2 separate regions of the Mus musculus genome follow, and region 1 is linked to region 2. Evidence: chromatin contacts called from public Hi-C data. All regions are on one chromosome and are shown on one strand. The core of a region is the stretch at or near the end of the contact, and the rest is flanking DNA. Distances in the headings are between cores, read along the strand shown.

Region 1 (5,679 bases), core at 1,282-3,781, 140 kb before region 2:
GGATGACGATGCTAAGACGATGCCATGTGTTGATAGGCGACCATGAGTGAACTGCTCTAGTGGCCACTGGATGCAGATGAGAGATGCAGGTGTCAGGAGTGAGGGTCAGGAATGCTGGATAGAGAAAACCATAGCAGTCCCTAGCTATAGCATCTGCTGATCACACGTCAGATGCATGCTGTTGTGCTGTGCATGGGAACTCTCTCTCTTAGGCTCATGTTCAAATACTTGCTCCCCATCTGGGTCACTTTTTGGAAAAGCTGTGAAACCATTTGGGTGTAGAGCCTCACAGACTGATATAGAGTAGGTCTTAACAGTTATAAGCCAGCCCACCTCCTGGAACCCAGGACCCTATTCCTGAACGTGTGAGCACCAATTCTACCTCAGTCTCCCTAGTTGTTAGGATTGCTGGCATGCACCGCCACATCTGGCCTCAGACCCACTTCCTATCTGAGCTCACTAAGTCACGGTTGACCATCATAATATAGCTGGTCATGTCACACCCCTGCTACTATGACCATAAGCCAATCCCAAATACTGTGCTTGCTCCACTATATACCCTGAGTCACTGCCAATAAGAAACTCAGGCTTTAACTCACAGTGGGTAAAATGTTTACCTTGTAAATATAAGGATCTGAGTTTGGATCCCCAGCACCCACAGAAAAATACAGCCATACCTCTGGGATGGGAGGAGACAGAAGCAGGAGAATCCTTGGAACTCACTGGCCACCCAGTGTAGCCAAATTTGCAAGTTTCAGATTCATTGAGAGACCCTGCCCCTCCCTCCAAAAGTGGGGATTAATAGAGGAAGCAGACTCCTGATGCCAACATCTGACCTCAGCACAGGTGCACTCATGGACATACCTCAGACAGAGAAAGAACGCACATAGCATGTAAATAATGAATTCATCTGGTATCTATAGCCCGAAATACCTCCTAACACATGCCTACACACCCAGAAGTGAAGACAGCCAACCGCAGCACTGCAACCAACCCTCCGTTCACATCCTGAAGATTCATCAGGCCAGAGATGAGGAGGATCAGTCAGGAATCTTCTTGGAAGAAACTGGGCTTCCTTCTCTGTCAAGTTAAGGAAGTGGCAGGCTGTTTTCAGAGGTCCCAGCAACTCTGGTGCTCCATTTCTTCAGAAAGTCCCTGTGAGGAATTAGGCCAGACCCATCCCAGTAACACATTTCCTTCTAAAGCAAGCATACTTCCAAACTCAATATCTGGCGTCTTCAAGGGGAGTAGAATATTTTTTAGGGCTTCCTCTATCAAGAGAATCACCTAATGGTGGGATTAGAAACATCTTCTAATTAAACAGCTCTCAAGCAAATTCATTTGCATATTATTTGACTTGCTTAATAAGAATGGATTAAATTACCTCTCTTATGGGGCTGTGGCAAATCTTTTTAATCAGAGCACCAGAGGACATTCTAAGTGCTCTGGCCACATAAGGTGGGGGCCAAACATGACCCAGACACAGTTAGAAAAAGAGGTGAATGTGAGCTCAAAGACTGGGGAAATAAGCTTAGAGATAATTGCATAATAATCTCTCTATTCTCATTCACGCCAGTCACCTTGACAGGGGGATTACATGGATTAAGTCTGGGTTTGTTCCAGAATTCATTTTCAAAATTATAGAAATCACTGTGGTGAGCAAAGCCATTTAACCTGAACCACGAGTTTAGACGTGGTAACTGACAATCATGTAGTTGTTTGGAGAGTCTAGCCGAACCTCAGTGAACATTTAACGAGCTCGTACCGTGCTGTGTGCTTTCTGGAGCTGATCTCCGTCACCCTCATCGCAATCCAGCACAGACACCTTCTCTAGTCGCTACAGTAACATCAGACCAGTGTGGCTCAGCAGTCTGAACTCCAGAGCCAGGATCCTGCTTCTTCAGATTTCCAATTCCGTCACACTGGGGAAGCTAGTTAGCATCTTTATCCCTTGTTTTCTTGTTTGGGAAATGTGAGTGGACATAATTCTATGTCCTCAAGAATCAGTGAAAGAATTAAGTTACAGATCATGAAACCAAAGTGTCTGATACAGAACACACTTCCCTGTAAACAGGAAACGTTGTTATTATTAGTATTCCCACATCTGTATCTAGCCCACAAATGGCTGAGGAATGGGTCCAAGATCCACCAGCTAGCAAAAAGAACAAACCAACCTCTTGTCATGTGTACAGAAAAAGCTAGTGCCCCACAGCCAAGCTGGTGCTACGGATGCTGTACTGCAGACCACCAAGTGCAGACACGGAAACACATTTGCTTCCGTCAGTGATCTTGTTCTCTGGGTGCATGCCATTATCCCTTGCTAATGAGCATCCTGACTGGGGATGCTCCTTAAGGAGCCTGGGATTGATGCCCCAAGTTGCAGTTGTCAGGACCCATTTCTCTAAGAAGCCAGCTGTGGTCAGAGATAACCACGCCTGCCAAAGAGAAACTCCCCCAGCATCGTGCTCCTGTCTGCGTGAATGAATTCCAAAGGGCTTTGTGCTGCCACAGAAAGAGAAGGAAGAGGTCAGCTCAGGGGGAAATGGGGTCTGATGGATCACCTGCTCAGCGTGTGGTTGATGTCAGTGTGCCGTGAAAGACAGCGGGCAAGGCAGGACTATTTTCTCTGCCTTGGCTGGAAAATACCGGGGTCTGGTGTGGCCAGGGAAGGGAAGTAAATTCCTGCAGGATGGGAAGGAACAGGGCCCCCCCTGGTTTTTCTGGGTTGGAAATTGAGTAAATTAACAATCATCATCTCAAATGATCGTTCCTTCGGGGGCTTCTGTGTCTCTGTTTTCTGATCAGAAGAACAAGAACAGATTCTGAACTGCCCTCTAGGAGACCTGTTGGTGTCCCTTAAAAATACGTGATAATAGAGCCCAGCTATTTTTCCTGGCCCTACTTGAGCCAGGGGTGGAGGAGGAACGCAGGATTGGAAAACCTCTGACTTTATCACGGAAGGGTGGCAGCATCTCTGTGTACTTGGCTCCTGTAGAAAGTTGTCCAGAGAATTCCCAGCTCTAGCCTAGAGTCAGGAGATGGCAAGAGTAGGGGCTGAGGGCGTGGAGCCCAGAGTCACAGTGTGGATGACTTTGGACCCTGGCCCTGACCTGCTTTCCCAACAGCTTTGGCCTCCCCACTCCCTGGGCACTCCACTGTTGTCACTGCAGACACTCCACTCTCCACCTTGTATTCTGCAGTCTCCAGGCCTGTTGCTATAGTGCCCACCTGAATGTCAATAAACAGCGGCCGAAGCACCTGAAAAAAAAAATACATGATAAATAAATAACACCAGGAAGAGGGTCTGAAAGAATGGCTCGGTTGGTAAAATGTTTGCAGCACAAAAATGTAGACCTTAGGTCAGTCCCCAGAAGTCATATTTAAAAATCAGGGCATCGTGCATCACCCCTTTCCCAGATACCTCCTAACTAACTCCAGCTAGTATCCAGACCACTATCACAAAGAGCCCCACTTCTCTCCCTAAGATTCTCTGCCTCCACAATCCTTAAGACTGGCAGTGATATGGGGTGCACACCCCAAGTTAGCAGGTATCACAGGTTTCTCATTTATAGTTATACTCTGATCCCTTATCTTACTTCTAACAGTAAACTGAGTGTGGGTGTCTTTCTCTGGCAAAGTGCCCCCTAGGAGTCCCCACAGTCCACAGATGGTTTTCCCACGGCTGCTGATCTAGATAGAAACCATGCAAGTCTACTTGATCCACCATGATCATGGCCTCTTGTAGCCACAGAGTGGCACTGTTGGAAGCAGACCCCATGCAGTCCTGTGCTTGGCCACTGTGCTCCTGACATTGCCAGAGAGCCTGCCTCTGTGGTTCTAGGAGAGAGGATCAATTTCTCCCTTGCTGCTGAGTGTGGAGAATAGCGTCAATGCTACAGGTCCTACAGTTCAGTTCTGTGGTTACTCACACAGGATGACGCAGGCCAGGAATGGAGCCAGAGGTAAGCCAAGACAATCCACTAGTGTAGTGGTGACACTGTGAAGCTACTGGACAACGGTTGTGAAACTAAGGGGGAGAAAGCATGGTGGCCATGCTCTGGCACTGAGCACAGCACTGGAGTAGACCACCACAGCAGGAGCATGTGACATAACTAGCAGACTGACTCAGCCTTGCATCTAAACACACAGCGACCAGAGACTGTAAGCCCTGAGAGCAAAGTATTGATAGACTGTTCCCCTCCTACCTCAGCTTATTTGGAAATAATTATCTGAAACCGCTCATAGCTAGACAACCTCAAACACCACAAAAGCAGAAACGGGGACCCAGTGACAGAAGCAGACGAGGGAAGAATTGCTTTAAAAATCTAAGGTCATAGAAGGTTCCGAATTAGTCCTCGGCTTCCTGGAAAGCATGCGGATGGACTGTCCCCCATGTCCACCACACAGCACAGCATCAGAATGGCTGTCATCAGCCTCTCAGGACTGAAAAAGTCACTTCTGAAAGCCGCATTGCCATCGACCTAGAAACGCAGAGAATGACTTAAGACTTGTGGGTTGCATTGACAATCTCAAGAAATGTTCCTGCCCCGTGACAGCTGTGATGAAGTGAATTCTCATCTCCACTACACATGCAGGTGTTGACGACTAAGACAAAGGTAAGATGGGGCCTGAGGGACGCAGTTAGATCTTGAGCCATGGGTGTTCTATGGCAGGGTGCTGCCTCTCTCCCCAATCATGTGAGGATCTGATTAAGTTTTCATTCTTCATCCTGGAAGAGGCTCTTTCCCAGCCAGATCCCAGCCATGCTTGATGTTCTTTCTAGCCTCTGGACCTCTGAGACAGGAGCCCCTACTGTGTGCCAGCCACCCAGCCTGAGATCCTTCTCAAAGAAGCCCCAACTAAGACTCAGATCAATTAGACTTTGCTTAATTAAATACGTGTGAATATATATAATCATACATGGAGTATTTAGCATCCTGTTGTTTCCTCAATTAATTCACTTTTATCCTAGAATGTCTCACTGTACCCACTTTACAGATGAGCAAACCAGGGATCCTAGGAGATAAGCAACTTGCTCATGTTGTGGAGACTGGCAGTGGTCAGGGGTGGGTTCAAACCAGTCTGATTGACTCCAGAGTATAAAGCCTTAGCTTCTGCCTCTGCTCCTCAGTGTTCTCCCTCCCCTCCAGACCCATCAGAGAGGACCATGGAACAATACCCCAGGGAAATATACAATGTGACCGTTTCTCAGCTCTTCCTCAGAGAATGGCACCTGTGAGGGGTTTCCCAACAGCCAGCCCGAAAGGCAACTTCGCTCCAGTACACAGAAGCCTCTCGTGACTCTGCTCCACGACAAATGGTCTCCTGCCTTCAGCAGCAGGAGTACATTGCAAGGTCAAGTCTGAGAACTCATCCTTAGAAATATTTATTGTTTATGAGTTGGACAAACGAAACGCTTTGGAAAGGTAATGTGGTTAGAGAATTAAATTACAGAACACTGAAAAGGTCCAGCTCTTACGAAGAGGTTTGCTGAGATAATTGGATAATGACATTCTACATCAGGCAGAGAAGAGGCTCCCGATGAAGAGGTTGCGGCATGAGCAGAATGGCCGTCTGCAGAAGCAACATCATCTCTGCCTTGGCTTGGTGAAAAGTGAAGTATTGACTTATCGTTTCTGAGGCACGGGATCTCAAGCTTTCCAGACCTCTAGTTTAAAA
Region 2 (5,712 bases), core at 1,120-3,619:
GCTGAACGTGACCTTGAGAAGACGCCAGTGCGCGGCATTCCTCCACAGTCTGTGCTTCAACTCCTGATTTGAATTCCTGTTCTGGCTTCCCTCGATGATCGATGGTGACCTGGAAATGTTAGCCAAACAAACCCTCTCCTCTCTAAGTGTTTTGGTCCGTGTTTATCACAGCAACAGAAGGGTGATGGGAACACCCTTCTATACTACCTGCCAGTGGCTGCTCCCCACAACACTGGTGCCCCTTGCCCACAGCTCTGTTACTGTAGGACTTACATGCCACTGTATTGGTGGATGTGGTTTTCTGCTCCATCAGCCTTTGACCCGAGGAGGGTGGAGGCCATACTTATACATTACATTCCCTACCTCCCTGCACACCGCTTACTATCTTTATGACTCTTGTTGATAACACATGTAATTTGAGGCACTATAAAATTCAACTCTGACAGACAGACCATAGCAGCTGTGACACTGCCACCCAACCCCACTGTCACAAGATAACTAGTCTATTTGATGCATAGCGTGCCAAAAATTTGCATATTAAAATATAAATTATTAATGTCAAAATGCTCCCTAAAGATTAAGTCATTGTCGGGGAGGCGGGGAGGGTATGGGGGACTTTTGGGATAGCATATGAAATGTAAATGAAGAAACTGCCTAATTAAAAAAAATAAAAATAAAAGTTCAATGATTTAAAAAAAAGATTAAATCATTGTCTACACGCTGTCTTGCAATTTGATTTTATTACTGAGCATCATAAGAGGGGTACACAGATTCTCAAGGAAGCTCATGTCTCTAGCTTGATTATTTTAATTTTTTGAGATTATAATATAGCATTTCTTCCTTCCCTTTCCTCTCTTCAAACCTTCCCATGTACCTCCTTCTGCCTGGTCTCTTTCAAAACTGTGACCTCTGTTTATTGTTATACACACACACACACACACACACACACACACACTCATACTCACACAAATATTATAAGTATACACAGTTATGTAGCCAAATTGTTAGGTGTGTGTGTGTCCTTCCGTAGGGAAGACCTTCTCGACTCTCCTCAGTTGCCTGTAGTTTTAGAGTGGAGGCCCCCAGAGCTTCCCATGTTCAACATTAGCATGTCTATCCACAGCATCTTTGTTCAGATCATGCTTAGCCAGTCATGTTGTCTACCTGGTTTTTAAGAGCCGTGCCTGAGTACTGCATTGTGAGAGAGTGCCTAGTTTGTGGACAGCTCTTCCGTGGACAGGTCTGTGGGCCACACAGGTGTTCCTTGCTCGGCAGTCTGTCACTGAGGGCTTGTGTGCACAGCTTTTTTCATAGCTTTGTGTGCCTCTGAGGAGACATTTTCAAGGATAAATTCTAGATTTGAATTGTTAGGTCCTTATAGCCCTCTTTCCTTCCTCTGCTGAACCGTGGCAGTTTCTACACCCAAGAGTCTCCCAGAAATAACTGCTGATTGCCCAAACAGGATTCTGTAAAGAGAAATGGCCCTGACAAGCCTATTCCTGGTTCCTGGTAAGGGAGCTTTTGAGGATGGGTCTCGCTGTTGAACTCAGTCCCTTTTGTAAAAACACAATACAGCAATACTTTCTTCCCACTGGGCTCAGAGGAAGGGTTACATCACATCGGTGTTTGTTCAATTTGCCAAATATTTCCTAAGCATATCCAGAATTAGAAACAATATCAGCAGTAATTTATGAGTTTTTTTATTTTTTTTAAAGTTGATAGTTCCAATGAAATAGCAGAGTCTTTTCTTAGTTTCACCTCACACTGTCTGCTGGGAAGTGCAGCTCTTTTTGGCCTGGGATTGTTGCTCTGTGCAGGTGTCCTGCTGAATACCCTGCAGCAGGGTACAGTCCAGTGCTTGGCACTGCCTGGCAGGCATGATCCCCAGGGTCCGGGGTGCATGCACACACCTCATTGCAAACCAGCATGAATTTGCGTCAAGGGTAATAGCCGTGGCTAGTGTCTTTATGAAGAGTTTGTGTGTATTGCTTTACTTCGTTCTTTTTTAAAGTCACAAACCATAGTAAAGGGAGACAAGAATCATCACTGACTGAAGATCAGAAGAAGGGCGATCCACCCAACAGCTCAGCAGATCCGCAAAAGGCAGATCTGCAACTCTCACTAGGACTGGTGAGTTGATGGCTTAAGACATTCAGACTAAAAGGCACGGCTGTGCTGAGTCACGTGAGCATCGTCCTCTTCCCTTTACCGCTGTGTAGACTCTCCTCTCCCCGGGGTCTATGTCCTCTCATTCTCCAAGTAAACAAAGAAGTTGCTGAAGAAATGAGAGGTGGCTGAGCCTGGTTCAGTGTCAGCCAGGGAGCGAAATGAAAGCTGCCGCTGACACCAGGACACGCCCATCCCAGCAGGACACGCCCATCCCAGCAGGACACACTTATCCACCAGTACGATCCTATCCCGCTAGCACATCTACTATGCACTAGGACACAGTTAATTCTCAGTTTATCTATTGCTGGCCTAATTCAGGGGTGTCAAATTATGAGACAAAGGAGAAGAGAGACTGCGAGCTGAGGCTGGACAAGAGGGAGAGAACAGTAAAGCCTAGACTTGGACGGGAAGCCGGCCCCGTCTCTCCCGCAGGCAAACAGATTTTCTCCCTAGCTTTGTATAAGGAGGGAGAATCAAGCTTCTTATACCGTCCTAAGCAAACAGGTCGGCTATAGTTGACAATTTCTGCCATGGTGTCTTGTCATTTTCCTCTATTAGAGTCACGAAGTTAGGGGTTTGTCCTCTCCGGGGAGCCCACAATGCCCTGCCCTGCCCCTCTTCCCTAAACCTATGTGTTTATGGCCCAGCCTCAACACCTCCCTGGCTAGCTCCTATTGATTTTCTTAGCAGTCTCTCTTAATATTCAATTCCATTTTTCACTGATCTTTGACATCTTTGATCTCCTTCCTCGGGGCTGGCTTCCCTGGTCTCCCGGGACTTCTGAAGCTGTAGACCATTCTCCTGCATTGGCCTTCAAGTGTACCATCCCTTCCACTCCCCAGCTTGCGATGAGCCTAGTTCCACGGCACCTGCGATGACTACCTATGGTCCGGGATTCCTGGACACTAACATCACAAGTAAACAACAGAAGGCATGAGAACAGAATTCAACACCTCGGTGGGCCTGGCACTCCCAGGAGACCTGCAAAGGAGCTGAGGTGGTAATGTTAGTTCTACCATGGATGCTTAGGGGTGGCAAAATTTTAAAACTATCTCTCATGGGGCACTCCTATGTTCTAAGGACTAGTCCCACCTGCAGCCTGTTGTTTAAAAAAAAAAAAAAAAAAAAAAACCCAAGCATTCAATTTTACCAATGAAGACTCAGAAGCTAGATGCTGGGGTGAAAGCCTGCTACCTCCGACAGGAAGAGGAAGCACCCAGCTGACCTTCCTACTCCACCGAGGGTCCCAGAAGGAAAAGGCTCCTCCTGCTTCTTAAATCCCCTTCAACTCAAAGCCCGGCCTTTCCATTTACCTATGTTCACTTCCTGTCAGCTGCTTGCTTGCCCCACCTCTTCACTTAGCGTTGAATTTATTAAGCTCTTGTATTGAAGGTGTATTCTAGGGCTGAACCACACCACTGCAAATTTTTTCCAGTGCAGATCAAATATCCTGCAACAGCAGCCTTCCTTCTTGAGGCCTCTGCTTGAATGACAATGGGGCATCTTCAACTTAGCAAGTGCACAGCCGAAGTGGCCTTTGTCCCTGTCCCCTTCGCTCCAGCTTCAGCATCTCAGGAAACAGCACGGGTGGTGCTCACAGACACGCCCATCATCATGCCTCATTCCCCTTTACTTGAGGTCATTGACACAACTCTACCTTCTCAGGGCTTCTCCCGCCCATTATTCCTCTGCACTTTCACTGCCATTGTCCCTTCAAACCACCATGACCTCAGGGCTAGTCTATTTATTCTTCTAGCCTCCCGAATGGCCTTCCTGATCCAGTTCTTACCCCCCCTCAGATCGGTTTTAACTTTTAGAGTGAGCATAGACGGACACCAGCTGCGGTGCAAACACTCCAGTGGATTCTCACTGCTCTTGAAGTTAAGTTGGCTTACAGAGGCCTGTGCAGTCCATAGTCTCCTTGCTCCCCATTCTGCTCCATCCTCTCCTTCCTCTAATTGCTCTGCCACCCTATCTTTCCCTGCCCTGGAGCCTTTGTCACTGTTGCTCATGAGCATCCCTAAAAGATGTTCTGTACCCACCCAGCTCCACCCAGAGGAGGCCTCCTCATCCTCTAATCTCAGCTCAAACACTACCTACTCAGAGGTGCTTCCTGACCCTCTGCAGTGACTTCTCATGATAGCCCACATTTCCCAGAGAGGATGAATATCAGTGGCACTTAACTTCTGTTTGCTGAATGACTACCACCCTCTGTTTCACTCCCACCTAAAACCACTAGTTGGGGAAGGGCAGAGGCTGCCAGGTATATTCCTACATCCTGAATATGAAATGTAAAAAGAAGTGCCCAAGGTAAATGTTCCGGACATAGTCCTGGATAGGCAGGTGGGGAAACGAACGGGGGAGGAAGAGAGAGGAGTGTAATCTAGGTTTATTTTGAACTTATTCCCCTTTATGCTTTGAACACAGGAAAGAATAAATTCTTTGATGACTTGAAAGGAATCTGTTGCTTTGGGGAAGAAGGGAGGGAGGGAGGGAGGGAGGGAGGGAGGGAGGGAGGGAGGGAGGGAGGGAGTGTGTGTGTGTGTGTGTGTGTGTGTGTGTGTGTAGTGTAGATTCGTTTTCTTTTTCATCCTTACTAAGGGAGAACCAGAAAAACCTAAGCTTAAACTAACAGATTAAAAACCTGGTTAAAATATAAAGACTGTGTAAGGAAAACTCTGTTAACTATGGCAAATTCACAATAGCTGGGATGACCAGGGAACTGAAGGCATTCTCTGGGGTTATTCACTGGCCACAGTGTGCGGATCTCCTTGTAACCCTTTCTTTCCTCTTTCCAGATGTTGTACATGACCCCTGAGGATATCAGAGTTGCAGATTCTTCGGGGCTATCAGTGTAGTCGACTGTAGGATCCACGTTCCTGGTGTGCCGCCACATCTGTCCAGTGAACATGGAGATAGCTGACCCAAAAATCTTTGCCACAGAGTTCTACACTGTAGGACTAGCCTGGCATTTCCTGGGCTCATGGCTCCTGCACTGCTACAACACCTGCCGTTCCTTGTGTTCTCCTGAAATATTAAGCAAAATTTTCCTAATACAGAGTTCCCACCCAAATTATTGTTGCAACCACCCCTTCTAGATCTTTGGTGGTGGAGACTTTTGCCTCTTGCAGTTCAGAGGGTAAGGTTTAGAGAAGTGTCTACAAGACATTTGGCTCAATGTGTGTGAACTGGACAAATAAGCTGAGAAATAACATTATTTGTTTGGTTTTCAAAATCCCCACTTACCTAGGAAAGTAACTTACTGATAGAGCGTTTGTCTAGCATGCATGAAACCCTGGATTCGGTTCCCAGCACCACGTCAGACTTGGTATAATGATACAAGCCTTGTCATCCAAGAACGTGGGTAGCAAGTTCAAGGCCAACCTGGCCTATGTGAGGACCTGATCCAATATTCCCACTACATGTGATCATGACATTAGAAGTGTGGCTTCTTACTTTACTTTTCTGCAGGTGCCTCCAGAAGTAGTGTCCTGAGATGTCCTAGTACAGGGAAAACTGTCTCCAAGACACAGCAGGCTGTGA

The links. Hi-C and Micro-C count contacts between places; a contact is called where the count stands out from the background.
Region 1: a Hi-C map of the N1E-115 cell line shows a contact between it and region 2, with 2.5 times the contacts expected there. The contact joins two enhancer-like sites. A contact is called at or near these places in 4 of 484 Hi-C or Micro-C datasets (ECoMG myeloid progenitors, the G1E-ER4 cell line, the N1E-115 cell line and 1 more).

What each region holds. Positions count from the first base shown.
Region 1 is chr19:54,256,188-54,261,866 of GRCm38.p6, reverse strand. No RefSeq gene overlaps it. Among named protein-coding and RNA genes, the nearest start is that of Gm41866, 58 kb to the right of the region's middle. Within about 2 kb of position 2,531, at least 7 of the 459 cell types and tissues checked have an H3K27ac peak or open chromatin away from gene starts, as enhancers often do. A contact at or near this core is called in the N1E-115 cell line, where this site is marked.
Region 2 is chr19:54,111,673-54,117,384 of GRCm38.p6, reverse strand. No RefSeq gene overlaps it. Among named protein-coding and RNA genes, the nearest start is that of Gm41865, 40 kb to the left of the region's middle. Within about 2 kb of position 2,369, at least 116 of the 459 cell types and tissues checked have an H3K27ac peak or open chromatin away from gene starts, as enhancers often do. A contact at or near this core is called in the N1E-115 cell line, where this site is marked.